Regions from separate parts of the Zea mays genome. Here region 2 is linked to region 1. Evidence: chromatin contacts called from public Hi-C data. All regions are on one chromosome and are shown on one strand. The core of a region is the stretch at or near the end of the contact, and the rest is flanking DNA. Distances in the headings are between cores, read along the strand shown.

The links. Hi-C and Micro-C count contacts between places; a contact is called where the count stands out from the background.
Region 2: a contact with region 1 is called in a Hi-C map of endosperm, with 3 times the contacts expected there. The contact joins the promoter of LOC100303795 here to the enhancer-like site in region 1. A contact is called at or near these places in 2 of 25 Hi-C or Micro-C datasets (endosperm and leaf).

Annotation. Positions count from the first base shown.
Region 1 is chr8:35,204,376-35,211,004 of Zm-B73-REFERENCE-NAM-5.0, reverse strand. No RefSeq gene overlaps it. Among protein-coding and RNA genes, the nearest start is that of LOC100191521, 100 kb to the right of the region's middle. Within about 2 kb of position 2,529, at least 18 of the 20 cell types and tissues checked have an H3K27ac peak or open chromatin away from gene starts, as enhancers often do. A contact at or near this core is called in endosperm and leaf, where this site is marked.
Region 2 is chr8:35,335,279-35,341,907 of Zm-B73-REFERENCE-NAM-5.0, reverse strand. LOC100303795 (anther-specific protein SF18) reads right to left here and starts at 2,783. Exons shown (of 1, transcript NM_001165429.1): 1 at 2,017-2,783. The coding sequence starts at 2,763. The coding sequence ends at 2,212.

The DNA of each region.
Region 1 (6,629 bases), core at 1,280-3,779:
CACATTATTATAAATAAGGATACTTTTTTGCATATTTTTTACATTATTTGCTTCCTACAACAAAGAAGGTGAAAAAATATATGTATCCATATCCGAATTGTATCCAAAATTTATATCTATCATTTGAGAAGATATATGATAAATTTGAGGCTTACCTTTTATGAACCTTTACAAGCTCAATGCTAAAAACAAGAATATGAATTTGCATAGTCGATTCTATATCCTATTTATTCACAATCAAAGAAAAAGACCAAAAAACTGGTATTCAAATAAGTATCCGTTTTCATCCCTAATGGCAAATCCCAAAGATTGCGCTGATGTTTCCCCGAACAACATCCTTAGACCGACTTTTGAGAGTTTGTCGGTCGACAACCAATAAAAAATTGAAGACTATATGAAGAAGCGAAACAAGGAGATAGAGAGATGGTACCTGTCGCACTTCACTGTAGATCGCCACAACAAAGGTCATTCAGGAGAGGGAAGTGGAGCCGTTTCCCTAATGGCCTCGCTGCAGCCACCCACTATAAGTAACATTGTGTCATCCCATGATTTTCAATCTATTATAAATCTTTTTGATGATCGGATTAAACTCGTAGTGGAGTCTATGGATAAGATAGTGCGTACACTATAAAAAGTTCATACACCTAATTTTCCATCGTATAAATTGGGCACTAAAACGTTTGCGTCGAACACATTGACAACAAATGGGTTTTCTTAGGCCTATCCATATGTATGTCGACGAACTTATATCTAGGACAACCGCTACCACTGTCTACATTGTACGATAGGTCGACACTGAGTACGCTCGGACAGTCTGAGTACAATCTCGGACCATTCGACCCTCCCACATACTGTCTAGCTCCATATGCCAGACTGTCTAGTGCAGCGCTAGGCCCATCACATGGTGCACAAGTAGTGCCAAACACTATCGGACAGCTCGGATATAATCTCATATCATCCGACGTCTTACACCGGACAATCTAGCATCACACTAGACCGTCCTGCCACCCATGACAGATTGTTCGGGTATGTCTACATAGGAAAAGGTGATGCACAAAACACACAATTTTTCTATCCACCGCAACAACACTATATCTCCCACCTACGGCACATCAAAGCCACAATATGCCACCATCTATACAAAAGGTTGAATGTTTTTTTCTACCCATAGGGAGCCAGAGAGGTTCACCCCATACTACACGATAGTGGGATGTTATACCAGTATGCCTCAGGGGCCCATATCGGCGACCACCTTTGACCATACTGGGGCAGAAGGCCGTCATAAAGATACTGACCACTTGAGCCCCATGTCTCGAGGACCAATGGGTTACCATCAGCCACTATGGATAAAGTTCGAGAGGAAATAACCAAACTATTTCGGGATAAATTAGGTGTTAGTGCATACTGCCGAGGACAGTCCTATCAGAGGCCATACGACCCCTGATGGACACAGTATTGTACCCTGTGGGGACCAATGTGCCAGATTTCTCCAAATTATCGAGCGAGTGCAGTAGAGTCACTCACGAACACGTGGGCCAATTCCTAGCACAATTGGAGGAAATTGGCCGATAGGAAGCTTTTTGTGTCCGCTTTTTCTCGTTGTCCCTTAGTGACACTGCATTCACTGGGTATGTTGCCTTGCCTCCTAACTCGATTAGTTCCTGAGATGATTTAGAGCAAAACTTTTATGAATACTTTTCCTTTGGAGATTACGAGTTAGATTTGTTGATTTGGCATCGGTCCAACAAAGGGACGATGAATCGGTTAACGATTACCTCAGAAGGTTCAAAGATACTAGAAACAAATGTTTTGAGATCCATATCACAGGGCTAGCCTGGTTGGCTTTTAATAGGTTGAGTTCGTACTTGATAGAAAAACTAGATGGTACCCAGTTCTTTTCGCTAACTTAGTTGTATCAGCGGGCTTTGACTTTTTTTAGATAATGAATACCAGTCCAGCTTCACCTCACTTGGAGGAATAGACAACACACAGAAAGTTTTTTACATGGAGCCACATATGAAGGGACAAACCTCTCGTAACATACCATAAAAGACCACGGTTTGATATCCAGAAAAAGATACACAACCCATAGACAAAACTACGAAGCAATTCGATTTGTAAACCTCCATCCATGTTGCACAAAAATCTATAGAGCCGTGCACTCTAACCATCGGCAAGCTTACTTTATTTGGATACCCTCTTTTTGTTTATGAAGATCAGCGGACTTTGGCTTGTGTGAACACAGTGTCAGTGAACCGACGGGGACAAGTTGACCCTTGACAGACCACGAGGAAGGTGTCTTGTGCAGATCAACACGAGTCCAAATGGTGCAATGCGACATGCGCACGTGGGTTGAGTCTTCACTTCGAGAAACCCGTAGCGTCAGCGAATCTGTGGCTGTAAACCCAACCCACGGACGACAACGAGATACTGGCATGGCCACATGGCTTTTTGCACATGACATGCGATCGAACGCGGTCTCACGCGGCTGTTTCTTGGGGCGCCTGGGTCATGGCGTGGAACACATGTGGGATCGGAGGCCGGTGGGAAAGATGCTAGCTCTCGTTCGCGGTCGCGGGCTCTCACTAGAGCCTTGTGCCACCACGCCGGTCCGAAGGCGCTTTCTGTGTTCCGATCCCGGTTGACAACAGTCTTACTACCGACTGTTCGATAGGATAATCACGACGAGGGTGTGCTCGACGCGGCTGCACACGCATGTGCTTGCGTGCTGTCCAGCACCACTTTGCCTACCGCGCGCTCCACACGATGATGACTCAGAAAGCACGAGTCAACGTAAATGCAACACGACGATCTGATCTGAACGGGAAGGATCACGCAGCAGCACTCAGTTGGTGCAGGAACGCGAAAAGGCGCAGGTGCCGGACGCGAAGCAGGCCAGGCCAAGCCAAGCGACAGTAAGAAGCAAGCGCGCGTTTAATTCCGGCCTGAGTGGGTGAATGAGTGATTGCGAGAGCAAGCGCGTATACTATTTATGTATGTACTGAGGGAGACATTAAACGTGTACACATTTAATGGAGGATGAATTTACGTCCAAGCACAGAACCAAAGATGGATGAGGGTGATGAATCTGCAGAAATAGAAGTTGCAGATGAAGCTGAAGCTGAAGCTGAAGCTGAACCTTGTTCCGGGAGAAAGAGGGCAAGCTCTGGGACAAAGTCAAAGAAAGGAAAAAGAACCCAAGCATCCATGAGCAAATATGCGGTTTCAGCTCCACCAAAACCACAAAGACAAAAGCATTGCAAGTCTGTGAAAAAGTCACAAATGCAAACATTCTCAGGTTACTCTTGAATACTCCACAAAGAGTAAGGAAGCATGTAGCTATATAATGGTAGCACTCAATACAATAATAAAATATAGACCAGTATTATGTTATATAATGCAGAAGCACATACAAGAAACTTTTTTCTTTGGAAAGAAACAAGATCACAATCAATTGTTCATTATTACTCATGTTCAATAATAACTTGACATGAACTATAACCAGTGTTCAGATGTGAATCAGTCAACACTACCGGAATCACGTTCTTTGCCGAGTGTCTAATTTCTCAAAACAAGACACTCGACAAAGACTGCCGAGTGTAACACTCGTCAAAGAACACTTGACAAATATTTTATCGGCAAAAAACCCTTTGACGAGTACTTTTTTTCGGACACTTTGCCGAGTGTCGAAAAACACTCGGCAAAGAAAAACACTCGGCAAATTAAGAATCGAAAAAATAAAAAAAACAGCAAAACATTTTTTTAAATTATAGGAATAACTCTCCAACCCTACCTATACTTTGCCCATTGCCCTATCATTTTACTACACTACTACACCAATTATATCTATATTACGTTTTCATTCCTCATATATTATAACAAACCGAGAGTAATTTGATTATTTAAAGCACTAAATGAGTTCATTTGAAAATGTGTCTAACTATAAAGTTGCATAACTTTTTGAGATCTACAAGTTTTATTTTAATAGTTTCTACATCCGAGACTGTTTACAAAATTTGAATTTAAATTTGAAAACTTCACACGAATTTTTCAATGATAAGATGATTTCAAATAAAAAAGTTGTCAATTACAAAGTTTCATTACTTTTTAAGACCTACAACTTCTATTTTGGTGGTTTTTTCATCCGAGATAGTTTGAAAAATTCAAATTTTAAAATTCAAATATAGTTTTGCATAACAAGATGATTTCAAACCAAAACATTATCAACTACAAAGTTTCATAACTCTTCAATATCTACAACTTTCATGTTAGTGGTTTTTTTTCTTTCGAGGTCGTTTTCAAAATTCAAATTTTAAATTTTTTAAATTTAGACGTAGTTTTCGTTGACAATATGACTTCAAATGAAAAAGTTATCAACTATAAACTTCTATAGCTTCTCAAGATCTACAAAGTTTATTTTGGTTGTTTGGTTATTTGTTTATCTCACATGATGGTTCTAACAATATGTACAATTTCTATACATCTCTCTCGTAGTTTCATAAACTACGAGAGAGATATAGGTTTTATTAACAAATTTATTTTGTCATATGAAGAAATGTTCAATATATAAATTGTACATCATGATGAGTTATACATATTTGTAGTTGAAAACTTTTTCATTTGAATTAATTTACTGTTTTAAAATGTGATTTTTAAATTGTCTTTGCCTAGTGTTGGAAAAAAGCACTCGGCAAAAAAAGTCTTTGCCGAGTGTCAAAAATAAAACACTCGGTAAAGAGCTTCTTCGCCGAGTGTTTTCTTTTATCGAGTGTTTTTTGCGTGGCACTCGGCAAAGAGCTTCTTTGCCGAGTGCCGAAAAAAACACTCGGCAAAGAACTTGCCACTCGGCAAAGAACCAAATTCCGGTAGTGCAACAATAACTAAAGAATTTATTTTACAACGAATAAGCCAACGACGCCTTATAATAGTTGTAACTTAAATGGCTATTTAGCATGTTTAAGCATTGTCAAAACACTGTAAGATGGCCAGCCGGCCACGTCCATATGATTATCTGTTTACCCAGTTTAAACAGGTGTTTAACCAGTTTAGATGGACATTTGTAACCCAAGTAAATGGCTAAATAGGTGACTGACTCTTTGGCACTTATTGTTTAGGTGAACGCTGATTTTAATATAGCAATCAATCTGAATAGCCCTAGTGCTTAGATGAAAACTAATTTTAGTGTAATCATCAATTCGAATAGCCTTAGAGTTTATATGAACACCGCGATTTTAATGTAAACATCAATCCAAATAGCCTTTACTTATCATGATGAAAAAAAGTAGGAGTTCATATCATGGTTTTTAAAAGATCACACTACAGAAAAGAGAAAACAACAAATGCTGCCAAAATTCTAAATGTTTCCATAGGTCACAGAAATCAAAGTATAGTATGGGACAAGGAAAAAAACTAATAGTATTAAGTGATGAAAGGAAATTCCAGAAAGCTCCATATCAAATATGCAACAAATCTAGATATCCCACCGTGGTCTATGCTGGCTCAAAGGTCATACAAAAGCATGACAAAGAAAGGATGAGCATGAAAGATCATTTATTTAGGGGTGATTGTTCCCTGCTAAAAGAAGGATTCAGCTATTTTTTTGCCATACGAATGACACAACTAACAATTAGTTAACCTCATCATGCTAGATCAAAGGAAACCAAATAATCAATTTCCACTGCAAAAAATTATTTTTTCAAGAGATACAAATAGAGTATAAACGAGACAAGTTACTATCGATGGGATTGATATTGTCCCAGTAAGTCTCCACCCACGGGTGCTGGAGTGGATCACCATAGACCTCACCAGTACTGGTCAGAAGGAACCTAGCGTTGATCCTCTTTGCCAATCCGAGCATGTTCCTAGTCCCAACCACATTGTTCTTGTGCTATAACAAAGGTTAAGTCATCATCAAAATGCTGAACGAAACACAATAAGATGAGGCCTTCACAGGCAGCTGACTGAAGGTTTACCACTAATCTAATCTAGAACTCGTCGAAGTCCTGAACCTCCTGAAAGTCCTCCATGTTGCCTTCATCTTCTCCTGAGCACTGGTTGCAATAGAGACAACCTGTGGTTTGATGTTTTAAGCAAAGGTGAGTACACATCAACGTACCCAGCAAATTTGCTTATGTGGACTAGCTGTATATGGGGTTAAACTTAAAGCAGTTGCTTATAGTTGGTCAGATATTTATTACTAGTAGAGAACCAAGTCTTAGTAATAATCCCAAGTCATTAACCCAAATGTACTCCCTTCAAGAGTAAATACAAGAACCCATAATTATAATCACCACCATTAATCATCATCATAAAGGTATCCAGAGTAACTCTAATCAAAGGAGCTTCCAAGGTTTCTCATAACCGTTAGCACGATTGATATACCAGTTTCTAACACTCTTCAGAGGTTGCACACTGTACCCACGAGCCCTGATTCCCTTTCTGCCCGAGGAGCGCTACTCCCCATTGACCACTACCTAGGTGGCCTGGCAGGGTATCACTACATAGCCTTTACAAAGATTCCCCAGAGGTCATAGCCACCCGTTAGGTTTCTCAAGTTTGATAAACACAGTACCTCTCCCAACAGAAAGGATGATTAACAAAAGCAACATGAAAGAACTTCGACATCTAGC
Region 2 (6,629 bases), core at 1,534-4,033, 130 kb before region 1:
TGGATTTATAAATCAAATCAGACAAAATATATGCTTCAGCATGAATGCATCAAACACTTGGCAAAATTTTATTTGAAACAAGAAATTGTTCAATTTATTTGTATCACCATTTCAATATTTGAAAACATAAATATTTTCCTTTCTACTAGAAACTAAATGATTAAACTAGGTTTCTTTTACTTGATGGATTTAGGGTGTTACACTCGGTAAAACAAATCACCGTGTCTCACTATTCATTTGCTTGTGATTTGTTTTCGCCCTCTCTTTCGGACTCGATTATATTTCTAATGCTAACCCCGGCTTGTAGTTGTGCTTAAGTTTATAATTTTTAGATTTCGCCTATTCACCCCCCTATAGGCGACTTTCACCTAGCCTAGCTTAGTCTTCGCTATTGGGGCTTATCTGCATAACGACGGTGGCCTACAACTAGAGGCGTAGTTAGGGCATGTTTGTTTCAGCTTATAGATTATATAATCTTGATTATAATCTAGATATATTATAATCTACATGTAGTTGTTTGGTAGTCTAGATTATACAAATATAGATTATTCATAAAGGCAGTAATACCCTCGTTTGTTTATTTGAGGTAAGGAAAAAAGGATGGCATATATTGTAATTTTTATTTACATAACCATGGATAGTGGGTCTTTTGCCAAAATAATCTCGAATAAGCTACTCTTGAAGAGATTATGAGATTATCATAATCTAGGCTTTAGATTATATAATCTGAACTCATAATCTAAGTGTTTGTTTACTTATTGGATTATTTGCGCTGAATTATATAATCTGGAGAGATTATAATCCGAAACAAACAGGAACTTAGTAGTAATAAACATGATGAGGGTTAGGTCGTTCGGACAAAAAGCCGGAAACCATATTCCCATTATCTTAAAAAAAAGAATGTCAAGAACTCTATGGTTCAGTATTAAGTCTCCAAGTAGCAGGAGCTAAACGCGAGGAAGCTCTTAATTACCCATGACTCGTTGAGGTATATATAAAAGAAAAATAAGAGGCTTACAAATACGAAACAGGGAATACCAGCACAATTAAAGCCTCACGTACGGACAGGATCCTGCGCTTTTCGCTAGAGAATAGATAACATAGCAAGCTCCACCATGCCAATCGGCTATGCCACGCACGTACGCCTCTAGCGTGTCCTCTCTCTTTCTCTTTGTGGCTCCGTAGAACATGAACTTTGGCAACACCTTTTCTCCTTCCCTTTTTCTTTGCTTCACATCTTCTCTCAATACCTTTGAAAACCGCAAAGAAACCCATCGAGCTCCCGGCCACGAAACTAGCAAAGGCGCTTTCGAATATCTTTTCCTTACATGGGTATGCGCCTTTTAAAAACCAATGTGCTACCAAAGTTTTTTTTTTTTTGCGTGTGCTACAGCTGAAGGGACATCGTGCAAGCTAGGCTGGTGCATGGGCATGGCCAGCCCAAGTTGACGTGTGGTGTTCATCTAGATCTACACCTTCTAGATAACAACAGTGCGCTGCTATTATTTTGCTTCTATGGCCGCCGCTGCACTTGCATTTGCATATGCACAGCACACGGATCGGGGACGGAGATGGTGGAACGTGGACCCCTCGCAAATGTTACTTGTGTCTTTGGATGCTTGCTTTGGTCGCTCGCGCGTCTCGAGACGAGACGAGGCGAGACTCTGGCAAAGTGAGTAGCCAAGCAGATTATTATTGTGTCTTCCACTCCCATTTCCTCTCCCAGCTGGGCTGGCCTGGGTGGGACTGGCACCAGACATTTCGATCCACCAAAGACTTTTTTATAATGATTTCTTGGCCGCAGAGATCTACCAACCTCATAATCAAAACAATTATTTAAAATAGGCACAGTATCCCATGTAGAACAGAGAGAGAGGTGAGAAACAAAGCTAGAGAGCTAGGCGAACAGACTTCTTCATTCTGTGACATGAAATGGGTATGCTATAGATTATTACTAACTGCTGCCCCCCTCCTTGTACAATCTGTGCTACGAATCCGAAAGAGAAGAAGAAAGAGGACGAGGAAATGAACCGAATCGTAAAAAAAAACAACAATTACAATTTAGTACCGGTAGAATACACAGGCCACCCCCAACCACAATTGAATCGCCAGCTGGATCGATCACCGCCTTGTAGAAACTAGAAACAGCGCATGCATGCATGCAGGTGCAGCACGCATTGAATGATGGCTCGCTCTGCAGATCTGGACCCCTCACGGCGTCTGACACAGCAGCAGCAGCATGCTTGTGAGGAGGAGCACCGGCAGCAGCGAGGCGGCGGTCACGGCCCGCGCGCCGGAGTGCAACGGCGGCGGCGGGCTGTAGAAGTAGAAGGGGAAGTAGGGCAGGAACGGGTTGGGCGGCGGCGGCGCCGTCGGGTACACACCACCGCCCTGCTGCGACGCGCCACCGCCACTGCCGCCGCCTCCGCCGGTAGGCGGCGGGTAGTAGAAGCCTCCGCCACCAAGGCCGCCGCCGCCGCCGGAAGCAGCAGGAGGTGGCGGGGACGAGTAGATGACGGGGCCTCCGCCTCCGCCGGAGGGGGAAGGGTAGGACGGCGTGGTGGGCGGGCAGGGCGTGGTGACCGGCGCCGGGGGAGGGGACGGCGGCGGGTAGTAGTAGGACGGGTTGCAGGGATTGTCGCAGGACGCGCAGAGGGTGCAGGTCGTGCCGTCCTTGTGCACGATGGTGGCCGGAGCCGGGTCGGCATTGCCCAAGCCTAGGCTGGCGGCGAGGACGAGCGGGAGGAGGAGGAGTGCTGCCATGGCGGGGAGCGGGGTGGTAGGGACGGGAGTGGGAGTGAGAGCATGTGGAGTGTTGATGGAATGGGGTACTTAATTGGGAAGGGAAGGAAGTGGAAGGTGGCATCTGGCATGGTCGGCTGCCTCGATTAGTTTAGTCGCCGTCACGGACTTGCTCGCTTTCGCTTATTATGTTTCCCCGCACTTTTTGCGTCCGCTTTTTTTTTTTGGGATACCTTGCACGGTGCCACTTTCCAGCAGATCGACAATGGGGAAATTAAGGACAACCGCAAGGTTTAGATGATAATAACTGGCATTAAGATCGGTTCTTTGCGTTTTCAACGTGTGCTGTAAGATACCACTGCTAAAAATACATAATTGTAACAAACATGAATTATCATAGAATATAGTGCCGATGGGCTTGCAACATGGACAGAGGGGCTGAGTCATGTGCGGATCTAGACCATAGGCCCACGGCCCGCGGCGTGGGCGTCATATATATATATATATATATATATATATATATATATATATATATATATATATATATATATATATATATATATATATATATATATATATATATATATATATATATATATATATATATATATATATATATATATATATATATATATATATATATATATATATATATATATATATATATATATATACACTTGGCCAAGTATGTTGGGCTGGTCCGAAGCACGAAAAAAATCACAGACCAAATACAACACTGTCTCAAACATTTAGTGTCGGATTGGCACGGTCCGATATATATCAGACCGGGTTTTGGCCGAGGTCGTGGCCCATGGGTGGGTACAAGCACGGCTCGTTTAAGGCAGACACGAAACGACCCACATAGAGGCATGAAAATGCTCATATCTATACTATACTTAAAGCACCAGTTTCAACGATCGTCCCACATCATCTTTTTACAAATAAATCATCATAGCTATTTTAAATTAATCTGTTGCACGCCTATAGATGGCCAAACGGCGGTCAGGCACGGGCCAGACGCCCCGCGGGCCACAACTCTGGCCTAGGCACGTCATACCGGCTTGCTGACTGTGTCGGGCCAACCCGTTAGCCCGTCGGCCCATTTGATTAAATCAGCGTAAAATGTTAAAAACAGTGGAGGAGGTGGGGTTCGAACCCATGCCCTGATGGAAGAAGGGCGGGAGACACTGGGTAAAGCTGTCTAACTAGTAGAACATCATGCTAAGATATTTTTAATATTGAATATAAATTATATATATGTATATGCGTTTTTTAAAATAAAAAATGTATAATCGTGTTGGGCTGGACCAGCACTAGAGGCCGAGGCTACAGCCCAAACACGGCACGACGTTCTTGGCTCTTGCAAGCATTAGGTCGTTTCTGAGACCATATTGGCGCAATGGCCTCCATGGTGTTTGAGGTTGCTAAATTGGATGGAGCAACAATGATTTGTCACACTAACAGTAAAATAAAAGGTTATTTGTTGGTTTTAAACGTTGGTAATTGCTACGAAGTAGCATAATTTATATGAAACGCATCCAGTTTTTATTAATGCCTGACTTTAGCAATCACTCTATATTTTGATCTATTTTTTTATAAGTTTGAGTTCATGTGACTTATTTTAGAAACTTGAGCTCACAAACTTTCTCTTATTTGGTCTCTGTATGGTGGAATTATGTCATTTTATAATATATGTTCGTTCAGTCAGTCGTTGTGAACTCTCTTCTAATCACTCACTTCATTGGTTGTGTTGTACCAAGACGTATTGAATGGAGTAAATAATAACATCAGTTAGCCAAATCAAAAAAAATATTATACGGAATCAATAAAAATTCTTAAAATCTTTTGGTGGATAGTTTACATGGTATTGTTATAAACCGTCGCAACGCACGGGCAACCGACTAGTATTAATTAAAAATACACTTCATTCCACACTTTCATGTATTTGATAAAGAACACAAAGCTAGAGATAATGCTAGTTACAAGTTTTTTTAGCTTTGAATTAGAGTATGTGATGCAATTTTACTTTTTTTATGAACATTAGATAATGAACTGAACTTACGAACTCTGTATAGAGCTGATTATACTCTTTTTCCGTCTAACAAAATGATTTTTTAACGAGGTAGTCATTCCATAATTCTGATAACTTAATACAAATATTAAGTTTGCTATTGGTCAAATTTATTTGTCTTATCTTTTATTTGTTTTATTAAATTTGTTTTGAATTTAGGGCTCTAATGTGAATTTCGAGCCCAAATGTGAATTCCGGTCAAAAATTGAATTTCGGGCTTTCTATAATTTCATGCCGCCAAAAATGAGCCCAGCACATTTAAGCAATTATGGGCCAGGCCGTGGGCCGAGGGCTAGGCCCGTGGGTCGGCCCGGCACGACCCGAAATTCAAACGAGCCGGGCCTTTCGGGCTTGGGCCAGGCCGGACGGCTCGAATGTACACCTATATTTATATAGCAACATGGTTTAGGAGATTTGTGGAGGGCGAGCCATGAAACGAGTGTCATTGTTCACGACAGCAGGCAAAGTCGTGAGCCCTGAGCGAGAGGGAGAGGCAACACCTACGCTTGAGCGAGTAAACCTGAGTACGAGTCATTCAACCCAACCGACCCGACCCGATCTGTCCTAAAATTCCGACCTGATCAATACAATGGCAGTGTCAGAGAGGAAATTCTCCAGCCGGGTGGCGGAACGCACCCGCCCTAAATCCTAAGATGAGGAGGGAGCCTAATCGTTTTGCCTGTTACGTGGATTCGGGATGAACATAAGTACACACAAGGGTTTAGAGTGGTTCGGGCCGCCGGAGCGTAATACCCTACTCCACTATGTGTTGTATTGAGCTTGAGAGCTTGTATGAACTTGTGAGTCTGAGAGTCTAAGTGAGCTTGAGTAAGTGTGAGAGAACTTGTCTTGTAACGTTGAGTGGCCTCCCTTTTATAGCTCAAGGGGGGCACGCACAAGGATGCTGAGCCCCGATATGTGGGCCCAGGGGCAAAACGGAAGGAAGTAACTAACACCTGTCACGCCAGGGTGATCTCCGAGCGCCATAATGTTCGTAGTGCATATAGTATTGATATCCTACGCTGCTTCCTCGGTAACGCGCGAGTGATGATGAGTATAGTGTACGCCGCAGCACGGGCGTACTGCCTGCCAATGGAATGGACAGGCACGCTGCCTGCGGGATGGCCTGGTCACCGCCTGCCAGCGGAGTGGACAAGACACATTAAATGCTAAGGCGGCACATCGCCTGCCAGTGGAGTGGACAGGGCTCATTAAATGCTGAGGCGGCACATCGCCTGCTAGTGGAATGGACAGGCGGCGCGCCTTATTCGCAATAAATGCAGAGGCCACGCGGCCCAGAGGCCTTACGTCAGGCTCCGCCCGCTGGCTTACGTCACGGGCAGTAGGCCACGTGGCAGCATCGGGGCTCCGCCTGAGCGGGGAGTAGAGGCGTACACGGTATGGTCCGGACACGCGCCGGCTCCAGACCCCTGCCTGGTCTTGATTAAGGCCTAGGTATTCTTTGTCCCAGAATTCCGGGACCTCGATGTGAGTGGCTCGGACCCCACACAGAGGGGTCCGGGACCCGTCCCAGGGGTCCGGTTCACGCCCGTGGGGGTCTTGGACCTTACCCGAAGGTCCGGTCCGCATATACAGGGGGTCCGACACTTTCCCATGGGGTCCAGACCCACTGTTGATGCCTTGGAGTATATCGTCTTCTCTGGCCACGTGGCGGCCTTGGAGCCGTCCACGTGGTGGGGGTCGGGTGCTGTTTGCCACGTGACTAGAGATAGCCGCGTGGGCACCGCGCCTTCATACTGTAGTAAGGGGTACCCTTATTTTAGGGTATCGACAGTGGCCTCCGGGCCCACCTCAG